2 separate regions of the Danio rerio genome follow, and region 2 is linked to region 1. The links are chromatin contacts, called in public Hi-C maps. All regions are on one chromosome and are shown on one strand. Each heading gives the region's core, a stretch centred on a gene start, on an enhancer-like site or on the middle of the called end of the contact. The rest is flanking DNA. Distances are from core to core; before and after follow the strand shown.

Region 1 (2,700 bases), core at 160-2,659:
GTGTAGACAGTGAAAATAAAAGTTGGTCATTGTTAGCTCATGTTAACTTATGGTGCATTATCTAAAGTTACTTAAGGTTTGGGTATCATTTGAATTTTATGAACTCTGATTCCTCTGATCAATTTTAAATCCAGTGTAGTAAAAATAAATCAATCTTCAAATCCTTACCCTAGTTAACAAGCATAAATTTGGATTTTAATAATGCATTAGTAAATCGTCATCTTAGAATTATAAGGTTCTATCTGCGTCCTGAATGATTTTGAGATATTGAGCTTCAAAGTTTTTGCATTTCATAGCAAACAGTAGTAACAATTTTTTTTATAAAAAGTCTTAAAATGTAAACAACTTCTAAAAAAAACATCCAATAATGTAAATAAATTGTCATTTAATAAGAATACGTCAATAACTCAGTTTTGACAAAAATGTCAGATAGAACCCTATAATTCTAAAGTGACGAAATGTTGAACTATGCTCAAATGATGATGTACAAGTATTGTTCATTATTAGTTCATATTGCAAATACACAAACATTAACTAATGAAACCATATTGTAAAGTGTAATCAATATAATAAGATTCTTTCTTCTGTTGAACACAAAATAAGATATTTAGAAAAATGCTGGTTAACTGCCATGGTATTTTTTTCTACTATTGAAGTTAATGGGTGTCAGCAATCGGTATTCTTCAAAATATAGATTTTTTGTGTTAAACAGAAGAAAAAAAATGCATGAATGTTCAAAACCACATTAGGGTGAAAAAATGATGAGGTAGTTTTAATTTTTGAGTGAACTATATACATTTAACTAGAAATCAATTGCTGCACAAATATTTCTAGTGCAGCATTTTGCAGAATTTCCATTTTTCCCTCTCACTAAACCAACTTTAATGCTACCACAAAAAAAGAAAAAAAATCTTTCAATGAGATAAAATCTAGCATCACGACTATGAGTGATTTTTACACAGCAGTGTAAAACCCAGACATTCATAAATGAGTACTGTAGCACTCTTTTGTCACCAGAGTTGTGGGATGACTTGTGCTTTGGCCATGCTTGCAGCACCTGGCGATCATGTGGGCTGGGATGTGTTTGGGCATGTGGTGCTTACAAAGACAACAGCAGCTCATCTCCCCCTTACAGCAAATGAATCATTCGTGACTCATTCTGACTCATACAGAGTGTCTGTCCAGCGCCCTCTACTGGAGCCACAGAGAACATATGCTAATAAAGTGCAAAAATGAACATTAAATATATATAAAACTGTATTTCTCTTTCATCGCCAACAGCCGTTCTCTTTTTAGGCACTGTTTTATGAACTTCTAATACTCTTTGGTGTGGAGGATCTTGATTTGTGAATCCAGTGATTGTGTACTGCATTAAACATGGGAATGTAGTGCCATCTAGTGGAAGAAAGAGCTTCCTGCAACTGCAAAAACTAGGACATGGCTTACGTGTATGTAATTAAATTATGCATAATTGTGTGTGTGCTTGAGCAGGTCTTCAAGCTGTGTTGAATTATTTCACTGGAAAGCAGATACTGTACGCATAAAGATGAAGCCTTCCCGTTATGTGGCATTCTTCCTGAAGGCTGGCGTATCAGCTCACTATACACATGCTTTCCCAGCAGCCTCCATTTATCACCCTGCCCACAGTCTGAAGTGCCTGGATGTTCACTCAGCTTTCTGTTTCCCGGCAACAAGCATCTCTCACTTCTGAGCCTCCACCTTCCTGCCTCCAGGAATTTTTTTATACTTACTTTTAGGTTTCTCTATCATAGAACATGTTGCATAATGAAATAAACTGATTAGCTGATATATATAATATTAGTTTAAGATTATTATTTATACCACTTGGAACATGAAAATGGCAGTAAAAACACATTTTACTTTTGCAGAATGCTTTAAATGTATAATCTGACATGGGCAATTTGGGGAAAATATGTGATGTTCTGCATATTGTGCAGGCTATTTATGCATTTATGATATAATACAAATGTGTGACGCCATCTGGAATGGATTTGCTTCAAAATTTGCAGCCGTAATGGAGAACATGTGCAACATATCTAGATGTGAGGGTGACTAAATCATGTCAGAACTGTATTATTAAAAAACTCTTTGATGTAAATCAAGACCAAATAAATAAATATTATATATTGCCACAGACCACAATCGCTAATATTTTAATATTAACTTCAAAAGGAAACCAAATTTCTAAATCCCATACTCTATTTAAACATTTTTAAAAATCTTTTTAACCAAGTGTGGAAAGTTGAAAGACAAAATTAGCCTACAGCTAATAACACTAAGTAGTCATGGAGCATTTTTGGTAATTAATCATGGTGTTATTGTAGTAAAAGCATATTTGTTGGGACTTTGATCACCTTTTGCACAACCACAGTTTTAAGCAACACATACCACAGCTAAACCAGCTATAGCGAAACCGTGGTTCAATTTGTGCAGGGGTTCCTAAAGTTTTTCCTATAAAAGGGCCAAAAACCAAACTGGATTGAGGGCTGTGGGCCAAATATATACCAGGGCTCGACAATACGGACAGCCCGATGGCTCAGGGCCAGTGTGCGATACGCTTGGGATAGTAGACAGGATCATTACTGGCCCGAAAAGTTAAATTTGGCTGCGACTGTTCATCTATTGCGTGCAAATAAAATCTTGAGGTGCTTTCACACCTAGACGTTTGTTTCGGAACTT
Region 2 (2,700 bases), core at 7-2,506, 73 kb before region 1:
GACTAAATATAGTTTTTTTATTACACTACATTTTATAAATTGAGAACAAAGTAATTTTGACCAGGAGAAATCATCAAAAATTGTCAGTTAACCTGTTCAAGTCCATTCACAAATCACACTGAACTATTAATTTGTCAACTGGAGAGATCTGACTACATTTGTTTTTGAGTCAACAACTCACTGATTCCATTGATTCATTCTGAGAGAGTCTATAGTTAACGATGGTTCAACTGATCTGACTCTGAAGTTAACGATTCACTGATTCAAATCATCTGGTCAGAGAGAGTCTGCAGTTAAATATTTACTTGTCCAAATAATCCATTCAGAGTGTAGATGCAGTTAACGATTCTCTGATTCAAGTGATCCAGACAGCGCCTGCAAGCAGCAATTAACTGATTCAAATCATCAGCGAGAGTCTGCAGTTAACGATTCTTTGCTTTAAATATTTAGCAAATTTTCACTTCAATGCAGTGCTGATCATTATCTATTTAGAGTACATTTCTAGTTAACAATTCACTAAATTGTACATTCTTTCAGAATAGACAGACTGTCACACAGTGTTCTTAAAATGTTCTTAAAGTTTTCTTTGACACACAGACACACACTTGCTTCATGACTTTATGCATAGTTTTGACATTTTTCACACACACTTTTTGTTTACTTACTGTTTTTATATACCAGGCTATATGTAGGCTATATATATATATATTGAATAAATGTATATTTATATTTATTATTATCATTAACTATCGATGTAGGACAAGTGTTGATCAAACTTTATTTTAAGGTGCAATTTTCACTACTAACAAGCTATTAACTATAACTTTTAGCTCATTGAATCAGAATTTGCTGCTTATTAATAAGATCACTTTATTTTGATGGTCTTTTTAACACATTTTGTTAAATTTAATTTACTTTGCATCTACATACCAACTATTTCTCAATAGATTATAAGTACACTGTTAGGTTAGGGTACGTTGACATGTATTAGTGTAATCAAAATGTAAATAAACTTTAACCAATAAGTACTTTAAAAAACTTTAGTCCTTAAGTACAAATCAAATTCACTACTTTTGTTCCTTGACTCAAGTGAAATTGAAAAAGTGTGCTCAATTCTTTGTCTTAAGCAAGATTTTATGAGGGTTTCTGTGCTTTTACTGAAGTGCCTGATTTATGTTCAGCACTGGCTGCAGGTGAGGGTTAATGAGTGCCGGGAAGAGCTGCATGTTTCTGCACAGCAGCGGTCGGTGTTAGGAAACTCCAGCGCTCTCAAAGACAGCTGACTCACCCTGCTGTCATAGCATTACACAAAGACAGAGAGAGGGAGATAAAGAGAGGGAAAGAAAGAAAGATAGTGGGCAGAAACATGAAAAGAGCAGAAACTAAGCGTGAATGCGACTATAGTCTGTTTGAACATCTATACCTCAGTCCTTTATTTTGAGCCTATGCTGTTGTAAGACGGTGCCCTTTGAAGTCTTTGGAGAAGAAAAAAAGACAACTTAAGATGCACCGAAATCTCTTTGATCACACTTTTGAAGAACTTTTTCTTTAGGAGGAGACGATTGAGGTGCTCGAATCACTGATCCAGTGTAATTATTGTCAATGGTAAAGCTTTGTTTAAAAGGTTACACAGCAGTAAAAGGGACGTTTCGGTTACTAGAGCGCACGAGTGTCGGTTTCAAACACGGCAGGTCTCTTTTTAATATCAGTGGCTGCAGAAAATGACTCAGCAAGCGGATTGTTAAGACGCTCTTGACTCATCAAGCTCACATTTGCTCTATACACACTTGGCTTGTATGAAATAATCCTTATCCATGAAGTGTAAAACTATTTTTCAAAATTAGTCATCATTCATTTATTTGCTGTTAACATAATACACTCAAAAATAAAAAATAAAATAAAAACCTCTTTGGATAACATCAATCGAATTAAGGGCAGGATTTCCAATAAATCCAATAAATTTGTTTAGCACCAACTAAAAAAATAGCTATTAACACAATTAAATGCAAATGAGTTGATCCAACATGAAATCAAATAAAAGTTTAAATACATTTGTATTTTTATTTAACTTAAACTCAAAGGTCGGATAATATAATTTGTGTCTATTATGTGTGATACATTTTGAAGTCAGTTAATTTTAATTGAAGTTATCGTAAATAAACTAAAAGAGCCATTTTTAAGCATTTTTAATGGGTTACATATACAGTTGATTGAGACTGATCACAGAAATAATTTTAGACAGTTATTGCTCATTAAGCAAAGCAACAAATGGCAGCTTTACTAATTAAGCTGCAAATACCCAAAGCATGGGTGCTTCTGCAAGGTGGTAATCTCACAACTCAAAGCATTACATGAAAGTCTTCTAAATCTTCAAACTAAAGTGAAGATTAAACTTTTAACAAGTTTTCTATTAACTTTAAACTCCTAAGATTACTTTTATTGTCAACATTTCCATCTCTTAATTCAATCCCACGCAAAGCATGCTGGGGATTACAAATACCCTAACAAGGTAGTTGGACCAACATTTACAATATTTTAAAGGCGATGTCATTACATCATTAGGTACATTAACTTAATTATCAAATTCTGCATCATTTAATCATATATACAGTTAACAACTGTAAAACCATCACCAAATGGCATTGCACAAAGCTAAATAGTTGTGGAAACAATATTCAGTCAACATTTTGGACACAAGAG

Evidence for each region. Hi-C and Micro-C count contacts between places; a contact is called where the count stands out from the background.
Region 2: a contact with region 1 is called in a Hi-C map of an unstated tissue, with 3 times the contacts expected there. The contact joins two enhancer-like sites. A contact is called at or near these places in 2 of 18 Hi-C or Micro-C datasets (caudal fin and an unstated tissue).

Annotation. Positions count from the first base shown.
Region 1 is chr8:33,327,975-33,330,674 of GRCz12tu, reverse strand. The region is part of intron 1 of LOC141375657 (a long non-coding RNA gene); the gene reads right to left. Among named protein-coding and RNA genes, the nearest start is that of unm_hu7912, 30 kb to the right of the region's middle. Within about 2 kb of position 1,409, at least 36 of the 62 cell types and tissues checked have an H3K27ac peak or open chromatin away from gene starts, as enhancers often do. A contact at or near this core is called in caudal fin, where this site is marked.
Region 2 is chr8:33,400,662-33,403,361 of GRCz12tu, reverse strand. The region is part of intron 4 of LOC141375657 (a long non-coding RNA gene); the gene reads right to left. Among named protein-coding and RNA genes, the nearest start is that of gadd45ga, 44 kb to the left of the region's middle. Within about 2 kb of position 1,256, at least 11 of the 62 cell types and tissues checked have an H3K27ac peak or open chromatin away from gene starts, as enhancers often do. A contact at or near this core is called in caudal fin, where this site is marked.